2 separate regions of the Xenopus laevis genome follow, and region 1 is linked to region 2. The links are chromatin contacts, called in public Hi-C maps. All regions are on one chromosome and are shown on one strand. Each heading gives the region's core, a stretch centred on a gene start, on an enhancer-like site or on the middle of the called end of the contact. The rest is flanking DNA. Distances are from core to core; before and after follow the strand shown.

Evidence for each region. Hi-C and Micro-C count contacts between places; a contact is called where the count stands out from the background.
Region 1: a Hi-C map of the XL177 cell line shows a contact between it and region 2, with 8 times the contacts expected there. The contact joins two enhancer-like sites. A contact is called at or near these places in 2 of 4 Hi-C or Micro-C datasets (the XL177 cell line and the XTC cell line).

The regions. Positions count from the first base shown.
Region 1 is chr5L:82,786,943-82,792,801 of Xenopus_laevis_v10.1, reverse strand. The region is part of intron 2 of crybg1.L (beta/gamma crystallin domain-containing protein 1); the gene reads left to right. Among protein-coding and RNA genes, the nearest start is that of crybg1.L, 47 kb to the left of the region's middle. Within about 2 kb of position 3,116, at least 2 of the 7 cell types and tissues checked have an H3K27ac peak or open chromatin away from gene starts, as enhancers often do.
Region 2 is chr5L:82,683,592-82,690,086 of Xenopus_laevis_v10.1, reverse strand. It overlaps rtn4ip1.L (reticulon 4 interacting protein 1 L homeolog), which reads right to left. Exons shown (of 9, transcript NM_001097670.1): 7 at 5,741-5,924; 8 at 4,823-4,915; 9 at 3,037-3,169. The coding sequence ends at 3,053. Among protein-coding and RNA genes, the nearest start is that of rtn4ip1.L, 9.4 kb to the right of the region's middle. Within about 2 kb of position 4,421, at least 1 of the 7 cell types and tissues checked has an H3K27ac peak or open chromatin away from gene starts, as enhancers often do.

The DNA of each region.
Region 1 (5,859 bases), core at 1,867-4,366, 100 kb before region 2:
CTTCCCCTTATTGGTCACTGAGTTTAAGTCCCGGTTGAGCTGCTCAGGGATTGGATAGCTGAGGTTTGAACTTCCCCTCCAGCTCATCCAATCACCATGCAGCTTTACCAGGACTTGAAATTCTGTGACCAATAAGGGAAGAAAATGCTGTCACTGGAAGATGATGCAGCCATCTGTGCTCCCTCCTCCCTTCTGTAGTTGGCAGCTCACTGACAGCAGGTGGGCCCAACTAATGAAGTAAGTGTAACATGACAGGGCCCCCCTAAAGGTAACCCTTTGTGGTCCCTGATGTGTGGTGGGGCCCTGGGCACCACATTTTTTTTAAACATCTGGGGGGGCAAGTTTACATGGACGTTTAAGGGGGGCCCTGACCACCAATTTTCTTATAACGTGGGGGGGCCTTGGCCACCAATTTTTTTTCCCCATGTGGGGTCCTAGCCACCAATATCTTTAATGGGGGGCCCTGACCACAAATGTTTTTTTTAATGAGTGGGCCCTGACCACAAATGTTTTCTTCAATGGGGGGTCCTGACCACCAATATTTTTTCATTAACATGTGGGAACCATAGCCTCCAATGTTTTTTTTTTTGTTAGTGTGTGGTGGGGGGTGGACCTGTGGGGTGGGGAGGGCGGACCTGTAGGTGGGGCTTTTGGTGGGCGCAGCCCAGGGGGCCCAGGAGATTTTTCATATGGGGCCCTGCGATTTCTGATGGCGGCCCTGACCACGATGACCAGAAATACCTAATCCTCCAGTGAAGCTGGATTATTTTTTTAGATGTCAGGCATATTTGTGAAGGCATACCCTGCCCAAGCCTTAATGAAAATTTGCTCTAGATACAAGCAGGGAGTGGACCCAGGCATCTATTCCAAAAACAGAACTGTCTGTGTCAAAACTGGACAGGTGGCAACCCTAGTTGCCACTTTTGTGTGGTTGAAAGCCCAGACAGGGGCAGGTGACATATGGTGCGGGGAGATGACATTTAGGAAGTGGATTATGATGTGACAGTCCGTGACTGGCTGACTGTCTTGTTGATCAGTGCAGATTCTGGGTTTCAGACTTCTAAATTCTGGACAGGTAGTTTTGAACAAGATAGGTGGCAACCCTACCTAGGAGCTCTTGGCACTTCTCAAGAGTAGAGGGCAAAGGGCTGAAAGTCACTCTGTAAGCAGTACTGCATACAAAAATGGCAGAAGAGAGATGGCACATTCATTCAGAACACACAAACTGGGGGTGTTCCAGGGCACACAAGGTGATGGGTAGTAGGGATGTGAGGGTCAGGAAAAACTCAACCTGCACCCGATCCTAACCCGCAGAATTTTAACCTGCAAAATGTCCATTGTAGGACTCACACCCAACCAGTACCAACATCATCTTGCTCTGTATGCTACATCTGTGCATGCTTCAGGTTCCAAGAACCCTCCCAACTGGCACTAAACACACGGGTCCCAGTCAGTTTCGGGTCAACCTGCACATCACTACTGTGTAGCCCTAAGTACAGAGCACCTGTATTAGCTCCAGAGCAACATGCAGAAACAACTTGTGCCTACTAATGTTACAGGCACAAATTGTACTGGTTGCATTGATAAATAAGCCTTTGCTCATATATTATTAACATTTTTTTATAGCACCAGCATATTTCACATTGCTGTAGTACAAGAGTACTACACTCCCTATGTTAACATGAAGTAATTCACATAAATGAATGTTTTCCAAAAACCAATCAGTATATACCTGGGAGTTTTCCTTGACCAGTAACCCACTGCAACAAATCACCAGTAAGCGTTAATGCACATTGGCTGTTAATGTATTGAAATCCGTTTTCTGCATTGCGTTAATGAACCTGGGAAAACATTTGTTCATGCTGAGATGACAAAAAATCCATTATATTCCAGGTACCTGTTAGACAACAATAATTGCTACAGCAGTGGATCTGCATAAGTTTGCCAGTATTATTTAGCAGGACAGGGTGGTGATGTCATGGAAGTGGTGGGCGGAGTTATGGGGGAATTGGATAGATCAGAGGTTGGGACTGGGTGAGTCAGGGCTTGAGACTGGGACAAGGATGTGGCTGGAGTGGGAACTAGGATGGATGAAGACCATAAATAGATGGGTCAGTGGAGTTGTATTGCAGGGAGTTGGAAGGAAGGACAAGGAATTACAAATGCATAGTAATAGTAATTTCCTAATACCAGCCTTGGCTGATGATTTAACTCCCTCCCCAACCCTGCTGAACATCAAATTGCTTAGCTTCAGTGTTTGAGTAAGTGTGTGTTATAAATAATGACATAGAAGATAGAAAAATATTCAAAAATTAATTTCTCTGACTGCTTAGTTGCCATGGGTCACTTTCAAGAGCTTGATGGTAGTAGTGATTTTGGGAGAATCAATTAGCTTCTTTTCATTAGTCAAAGGTGTGTGTAATCTAAAGGCTTAATTTCCTCCAAATATTCAAGTGGGACAGTAATGACAACTGAGGTAAAATATTTTTGATAATATGCTTCTTCCTATTTTGCTTTAGAATAGACACAATGGAAGCCAGGAATAAATGATACCCCCATCTTGCATTGGGGCTTAAATTGAGCATAGAGGGGCCTTATAACGGGTCATTTAGTTTCCCTAGGGCCATAGAGGGCAGGGTGATGCCTTAGAGCAGGGCCTCGCTGCAGCCTGTGACCTCTGACATTTCTTCAGACACACATGTTAGGGGATTTGTAGTGGGGCCTTTATTTTGCAGTTTTACCTTGGAAGACATAAATGACCCCCCTATGATATTAAAGTGGACCTGTCACCATAAGAAATAATTCCAAATCCTGTTTTATTGTGTTAGTGAAGCAAAATAAAATCTATACTATACCAATGATTTAACTATTGCATCATCATTCTTTTGGGATCCAAAATTAGAGGATAAAGGCAGGTGCCATTTTTCGGAAACTGTTATCAAGTCAAGTTTTACACCATCCCAAAATCTATTGTATGTGTCAGAATGGGGATCTGATGCAGGTGCCTATGCAAAGGCCAGGGGCCGAACTACCAGGGGTGCAGGGGTGCACCCAGGCCCACACCCCTTTGCCTGCATCTGGGCCCCAGCACTGCTCATTTATAGACGGTGAAGAGGCAGAAGAGAGGAGGTCAAGGATATCAAGGAAATGCAGAAATGAAAGTGAGAGTGCTTGCTATGCCTCAGGCAGGCATAGAGGCGAGAAGACAAAATATGACTGACAGATGTGATTTTTAAATCAGTTTATAACAGGTTGACCTAAGTATACAGCTTTATGTCTGGGTGACCAGTCCCCTTTAATTAAAAGTCCTAGCAGTTCATAATACACCTTTAAACTAAAACAAAAAAGCATGAACTGATTACAAAATAGAAAAATGAGCATGAGCAAGTAATGCAGTTATCAGTATTTTATAGGAGTTGGTTCAGTATTCAGCTACATCAATAATAGGGATATGAAAACACTCCACAGGCTTGTGCTGTCAGTTCAGCAGGTTATTAATCATTTTCCCTTTTCATAAACAGTGATGTCATAAACTATTTCGACAGTTTATAACAAGGGTTTGGTCTGATACAGCATTAAACTATGAATCACTTTCCTTTTCTGTACACAAAGGGTAGACGTGTTTTTGTCATGATTTTTCCTTTTATTAACTAATGTACAGAGTTTTATGTAAGAGCACAAAGAGAAGCAGTGGGGTAAGATCAGTGCTTCTTTGTCTAAGTTACACGTGTCTTACCCTTTTGTGCCCTATACTCACATTTTCAGTGGCCTAATCCCCCATTTAAACAGTGAAGCTTTTGAAACACTTTGATAAAAAGTTGTTTAAATTAGGGACGCACTGAAGTCCTGCTGAAAAAGGTTTGGGATTGGCCGAATTCCAAATAAGCAGGTCAGATCCCAATACTAGGATTTTAGTATTTGTCCCTCTCATTCTTGTCTTGAGATCACATTGTCCTTTGTGCTATTAGTCTCCTAATTCCACCCTCCTTCATTTTTGGTTATGTGTTGGCCATATTACACATTATTTTTTTCTTTAGAATGGAGTCATTGGTACTGTCTTCAGTCATAGCCAACTTACAGGTATGGGATTCGTTATCTGGAAACCCATTATCCAGAAAGCTTAGAATTACAGAAAGTCTGTCTCCTTTTGATTGCAGTCAATCCGATTGGCAGTCTCGTGTTTACTGCAGTCAATCTGATTGATTGGTCCTTAGGCTTTTCAGCTAGCTGAAATGCCCACCAATTGACTTAAATGGGAAGTGCCTCACGGTGCAGGCACTAGCCCTTTTCAGCCTGAAAGTCTCACTAGCATATTTTCCCAGTACTGACACTGTCAGGCATTTCCAAATCAAGTCAATGGGAAATGAAGGGCCATATCTTTTATATAAGCACCCCCAAGGGTCAGTGCCCAAGGCAGCAGCTTCAGTTGGGGAGGCCACCGATGTCTGTATAAAAAAGTTTGTTTGAAGGGAAAGAGGGAGCATTTCCAGATTTACATGTGGTGATTTTGGGCACTTTTCCCCATGCTGAAAAGCACCCAGTGTGTCATAAGCCATAGGTGATTCTGGTGTTTTTGGGTGCCTGTGATTTTAAAAAGTCTAGGTTCTGCAGTCAGTGTTGGACTGGAGTAATTTGCCCAGTGAGGACCGCTGGGCAAGTCTGATCCTGCTTGTAATTGCTCTAATTACCTGCTATGGCAATCGTATGCAAGTGTTTGTGCGACACTTATTGCAAGCTGTTATACTTATCTTTACCTGCTTTACTTGCTATTTACTAGGTGAAAATGATCACAACAGTGAATACAAAGAACACACACGTAACATGCAAATTATCATGCATTGAAGTACATTGCAGAAACCTATATAATTCACAATTTTTTGGGGAAAATTAAAGGGGTTGTTCACCTTTAATTGAGGGCTGTTGACCCCCATTTGAAAGCTGGAAAGAGTCATAAGAAGGCATAACATTGAAAAAAGATATAAAAAAAGAATAGTGAAGGCCAAATAAAAAGTTACTTAGAATTAGCTATTCTGTAACATACTTAAAGTTAACTTAATAGTGAATCACCTCTTTAAAGTTATAGAATGGTTAGTTCTAAGCAACTTTTCAATTGGCTTTCATATTGTCTTTTTTTATAGTTTTTGAATAATTTGCCTGTTACTTCTGACTCTTTTCAGCTTTCAAATGGGGATCATTGACCCATCTTAAAAACAAGTACTCTTTAAGGCTTACAAATAAATTGTAATTGCTACTTTTTATTACTCATCTTCCTATTCCGGCACTCTCATATTCCAGTCTCTTACTCAAATTAATGCATGGTTGCTAGGGTAATTTGGACCCTAACAACCAGATTGTTGAAATTGCAAACTGAAGAGCTGCTGAATAAAAAGCTAAATAACAAATAAACCACAAATAATAAAAAATTAAAACCAATTGAAAACTGTCTCAGAATATCTCTCTACATCACACTAAAAGTTAATTTAAAGGTGAACAACTCCTTTAAGCAAGATCCAAGCAAAGACCAAGTAAACTATCCCAGGCAAGGTTTAGCTTTTTAAACTTCCTGATGATTTACTAAAATCTGGAACTGGTAATAAGACCAACTGTGCCCTATTATCTCTCTGTTGGGGTATTTTAACAGGTGGAGAAATGTCAGATACATATCCATACAACTTGTCATTTAGACTAATGGAAACCTCAACCATTTCAAATGTGCATTTCTTGCAAACCATGACATGTGGTTTACATTTAAATTACAGACAGCACAGATAGGTATCTGTTGGTTTCTCTGCTTAAATATGTCAACAGGAAAATGTTATGTGTACCATATAAAAGACAAATATTTAGGCCATGTATTAA
Region 2 (6,495 bases), core at 3,172-5,671:
GATAGGATCGACTTTTTTTAGTGTCACTGGTTCTTTAAATTCCTATTGCAGTGAAAGGCATTTTCTCAAAGTGACCTTGAGAAAGTTGAAATACCATTAAATATCCTGCTTTTCTACAAAATGTAGACAGATAAATGTGATAAGAATAAAGTGCATGCCTCTGTGGCGACAGTCATGCAAACATCCAGTGCTCAGAAAAGACTTCAGCAATTCTTTTAGGATGGTTGTTTTTCATGTACATGTGTTTTGTGTCAATGACTGAATCTCTTTGCAAAAAAATCCTCCCAAAGGGTTAGTACAGATATGGGATCCTTTAACTGGAAACCTGTTATCCAGGTGGCTTCAAATTACAGCAAGGCCATATCCTTTTAAGTAAATAATTTTTAAAAATATTTTAAAAATAATTTCACTGTAATAATAAATCAGAGTCTTGTACTTAATCCTAACTATGCTGAATGAATCCATAATGGTGGCAGAACAATTCAATAGAGTTAATTCAATGTTTAAATGATTTTTAACAGACATAAGGTATGATGATCCAAGTGACTGAACGTTCCCTTATCTGGAAACCAGTACCCACATTGCAAAAATGGACGTCTTGATTTTTAATATGTCTACCACTAGGTGTCAGCACAGAACTATAGGAAACTATTTAACTATGCAATGTTTTGTTTTTCTTTAAAGGGATACTGTCATGGGAAAAAAATGTTTTTTGAAAATGAATCAGTTCATAGTGCTGCTCCAGCAGAATTCTGCACTGAAATCCATTTCTCAAAAGAGCAAACAGATTTTTTTATATTCAATTTTGAAATCTGACATGGGGCTAGACATATTGTGAATTTCCCAGCTGCCCCAAGTCATGTGACTTGTGCTCTGATAAACTTCAATCACTCTTTACTGCTGTACTGCAAGTTGGAGTGGTATCACCCCCTCCCTTTTCCCCCCAGCAGCCAAACAAAAGAACAATGGGAAGGTAACCAGATAGCAGCTCCCTAACACAAGATAACAGCTGCCTGGTAGATCTAAGAACAGCACTCAATAGCAAAAACCCATGTCCCACTGAGACACATTCAGTTACATTGAGAAGGAAAAACAGCAGCCTGCCAGAAAGCATTTCTCTCCTAAAGTGCAGGCACAAGTCACATGACCAGGGGCAGCTGGGAAATTGACAAAATGTCTAGCCCCATGTCAGATTTCAAAATTGAATATAAAAAAAATCAGTTTGCTCTTTTGAGAAGTGGATTTCAGTGCAGAATTCTGCTGGAGTAGTACTATTAACTGATGCGTTTTGAAAAAAACATGTTTTCCGATGATAGGATCGATGTTTGTTACTCCATATATTCTATGTATGTAATTCATGTGATGTAGTTGTATAATCACAGTTACTTTACAGTGCTACGCAATATATGGCACTATATAAATACATGTTAATAAAAATAAGGAGAGACCAGATGGAAATTTTTTGTGAACCTTCAGACCAGTTATACAAAGTTATTATTTTAACTGCATACGGTATGCAAAGCATTTCATGATGAGTGAAACTTTCAAGCCTGAAAGATAATGGTTTTGAAATATATTGCTGGGAAGGCATAAAAATGTCACCCATCTATCACAGCCATTCTGGGCTAAGAAACCGTTTACATGAAGCTTATTTACTAAAGGGCAAAGTGGCCGTCGCTAGCATGAATTCGCCAAAGCTGCAATTTAGTAAAAGGCATAGACGACAATTCGCTAGCACAAACGAAGTTTCATGCCCTTTCACCAGGCGAATTTTCGTTGCGGCGAACGAGCGTTACTCCGCAAATTCATCAAAGTGCAAAGTTTCCACTAAGTTTCCCTTTACGGCAATACCTGGCGAATTGAAGCTACATTTTCAACAATCTTAGTGACATCATATCCTGTATGCCGAAAAGTCATAAAAAAGATAAAACCCTGGCGTTTTTTTATATTTCAATGTGGCATTATGTTTAAAAGTTGTAACTGTTACATATATGTTTTAGTAAAATTTTTTAACCATTTGAAGGTCATGCCACATTTGTTTTAGGGTGGGCTCATGTCTAGGACAATAGAGGATCTCTTTTGACTTTATTTTGCTTGACATTCAGTGGCCGCTTCCAGCAATTTCACCATCACTAATAAATATATTTGACCTATATGTACCCTCCATATTTAAATTCAAAAGCACAAGTATGTTAACGAAGTTTCACTAGGAACAAAGTAACGCTAGCGAAAGTTTGCTTAGAAATGCCTGCGCTGGCGAAACTTCACTAGCGTTCCTCTGCCGAGACGTAACATGGCATTTTGATAAATAAGTGTATGCGCTGTGAATTAACGACTGGTGATGTTGCGCAAAGTGTGTCGGAGCCTTCCGAGGTCGAAAATTTGCCCTTTAGTAAATTTGCCCCCAAGTACATTAGCATCTATGTATGCATGATACTTACTCTTCTTATCGCCGTATTAATACTACAATAAATACTAACCCACACACCACCTGCAGTTATACCCACATAACCCACACAGCCAGTTAGAGCTGCTCCATGCCACTGACTGTCTGAACCTGCTACCAAACTACAGGTATAATAATTTAGTTTCAGTGAAAGACCCAGACACTATTCAACCACAATTCCAGGATATTCAGGGAAGGTGAAAATAATCAACATAAGTGATCAGCAAGAAGGATTTCCCTCTGAACACAGCACATCTGGAGCTTTTGTAGTTGGAGTAGTACCCAAAGCATATTGGAGGAGACAGAGAAAGGTGATTATTGTCTTTTATCTCTTTAGTTTATATTTATTTTTACAATTCAACATTTTGCCCTTAAAGCAATACATTTGAACTACTAAAAGGGTTATTAACACCACTGTGGCTGCCCCTGTACAGCTAAATGCCGACATAGGTCCTTTCATATGCAACTTTTAGCAAACAGAACTGGTCCCCTACACATAAAAATTACTGCTCAAAAAAAAACAACACCATTACAGACAGTTTGAAACTTTCAGCTTAATTACAGTACAAATGAGAGGAAACCACCAGTGGTACAAATAAGCAACATTTATTTACTTTCTGTAACACTAATGACAGTTTTGCCTCTTGCGTGTCCTTTTTCCACCTTATTGAAGGCCTTCGGAACATCAGAAAATGAAAATATTTCCTCAATCACAGGCCGAATCTGCAATAAAAATCAGACAAGTCATTATTATAATGGAATAGCATTATGAGAAGTACATCCATACTATTGGAGATAAATATCTCAAATATAATTAAATATTGGATTTTAAAGACCAGCAAGGCTTCACCATTTTAATTCCTAATATGGCCAATGGGGTCAATGATATTTACTTAAAGGGGTGGTTCACCTTCAAGTTAACTTTAAGTATGTTATAATTCTCAGCAACTTTTCAATTGGCCTTCATTTTATAGTTTTTAATGAATTGCCTTTTTTCTTCTTACACTTTCCAGCTTTCAAATGGGGGGTCACTGGCCCCATCTAAAAACAAATGCTCTGCAAGGCTACACATTTATTGTTATTGCTACTTTTTATTACTCATCTTTCTGTTCCGGTCCTCTCCTATTTATTTCCCAATCTCTTATTCAAATCAATGCATGGTTGAACCCTAGCAACCAGATGAAATTGCAAACTGGAGAGGTGCTGAATAAAAAGCTAAATAACTCAAAAACCAAAAATAATAAAAAATTAAAGCCAGTTGAAAATTTTCTTAGAATATCACTCTCTACGTCATACTAAAAGTTCATTTAAAGGTAAACAACCCCTTTAAAACACAAGTATGTAAATAATATGGATGTACAAATAAGGCTTCCATTATAAAAAAAAAAGGAAAATTATTTACACAAAAAGGGCTTATACTGTAATACACAAAAATCAAATATCCTACAAAATATACAGTGCTTAATTGACTTAGTAATGTCACATCACAAAAATAAAGATAATATTTATAAATAAATAACTAAAAATATAAATAAATAACTCAAAATAAAAATAATAAAAGTGGCATTTGAGTCCAGTGACCTGTATAAATGCACTCAGTCTGTAGCCTTTATATAGTCATGAGAGTCCAATGTGACTAGTCGCTATGTTTTACAATATGGGAGTGTATAATCCAGTGAATCACTACAAGGCTGATCTGTAACTGCTCATCAGATGTATTGTGGGAATAGACCTGGCATAGCCAAAGGCCTAAGAAATGAATTCAAAAATGATGATAACCACAATCTAAAGCATTAGTAAATTCTCATCCGTATTTGCTGTATTGTCTGCTTAATCCACAAAAGGCTGACCATTCAACATGGTTCCATAAAATCCAGTCACTGTCGAAATCAACCGACAAATAAAAAAGGCTTCCGGTGTTAGGGCTGTAAAAGGTGGCAGGGGGCTGTGGCAGGCTGAATGGGTTATGATTAGTGAAGATTAGGGGAATAATGGGAACACAATCTATTTACTGCAGAGCATCAGACTCCTAGTACAGGATACTTTGTTTGTTCTGAAAAGAGGGATTAATGTTAAACTCTGCCAAGAGTGCACAGATAATAGAAGCTGGTATACATCTTTTTCTGCTAGAACACTATCTGTGTGCAAAGGTTTCATGGCTGTCCGCACTGCTAGCTTTCTGCTATGTAAAAAAATCGTGCTGCTTGGAACTGACTTTCGGTTCTGGAAGGAGGAACATAAGGATTTTACTGTAACTGAAAGTTGTTCATTGCTTACAGCTAATCAACAGGATTCCCGACATGCCTTGTTTCTGTTACAAACACTTAAAAATACCAAATAGGAATCTACTTTAACTGTTATTATGTTATAATATACCTTTACATCCTTAACAAGTTCTCCTATCTCATCCAGAGATGGTCCACTAGGGGAGAAAAATACCCATCGATAATGGACTCCTTTGCAAAGGTGCTGAAATAAGAAAGAGCAACCCAAGTCAGAAGATATACTTTATTATATTACTTATATATACTTAGTGGTGATATGGAATGGAACAAATGGGGGGGGATTTCAAAATAAGGTTTAATGGGAACTATACAGATATAGGATGTATTATTCAGAAGGCTTGGGACCTGGGGTTCTTCAGATATGGAATCATTCTGTGATTTGGATCACCATACGCAAAGTTTACTAAACAAAAATCATGTAAACATTAAATAAACCCAAAATGCTTGTGTTTCCATCAATATGATTTTAAGCAGCTTAGTAAAGATTAAGATGTATTATTATAGAGAAAAAAAAATGATTTTAACTAATTCAATTTAGCTGCTTGATATCAACTGGGAGATGGTATTCATGTAATATGGACCTTTCTGTATATCAAAAGAAAAAAAACACATCCGTGAATTGTAATTACTCAGAGCAGCTTTACTTGCATTACATAATCAGCCTTTATTGTCTTTGTGCCATCTACTCATTGCTATTACTCACATCCACATACCCAAAATATCCTCTTACTTTCCAACTGTTCCCAATTAGACAGGACAGGAGCAGATGGGGTGTGGACTATAATATTATAACTGAACTGATGTAAATTTGGAGGTATGAATTTGGATACTACTATCTATAGTATTATATGTTGCTTACTGACTTTACAAGAAGGTTTAAGGGCCCTAAAAATGTTATCCTGTGGGGCCCAATAGATTTCCAGTTAACCCATTCCCCCGCAAGATAAACATAAAAATATAGAATGCGCTGTGTAGCCTCGCCCAAATAAGAAAGAACAGTAAAAGTTACCTTTACTACTTTGCAACTAAGAGTAACGCCGGTGCGCATCATGCCATCTGCTATGCCCAGCCGATCATTATTATAAAGAAATGGAGTTACTAGCGTTGCATAGGTGGCTCCTGACCATGGCTTAAGAAACTGAAGTGCCAGAGCTTCTGTTGCTCCTCCAACATTGTCTAGAATTACATCAAACCTACAAATGAAAGCACATACTGAAATGTCAAGTAATAGGAATAAGTTTCATGGTTTGAAACATTGTAAGATATCAACAACTCTGCTCATTTCAAGGAGACGCAAAGTATCCAAATGAAATAAGCATTTTGGAAATTGTGACTGCACAGTGGCATATTTAATAAAGGGTGAACCATCTGCTAGGAAAGGAAGCCGCCCTTATAAGATATATTGGCTCTAACTGTCAATGAATATCTGACACCCACCTGCTGCATGAAGACATAATGAAGAAAAAAAGATGCTGAGAGAGGGATAGTGAACACAGACTTGATTATTTCAGAAACAATGCAGAAAATGCAATTGATTGTATTTAGAAAGTTTCTCATTTCAGTATGATAAAGCATATATTAAATTTTCATTTTCACGATAGTTCCCCTTTAACATCAGTATCTAATCAATAAAGAATAATCTATTCCTTTGATAAGTGCATTAGGATCAAAATCTTATTTTTGCAAGTCACAGAAATGGCAAAGGCAACATTATATTTTGAGTCATCATTACGGCAACTGGAGATGGAAAACCTTATTTCACAA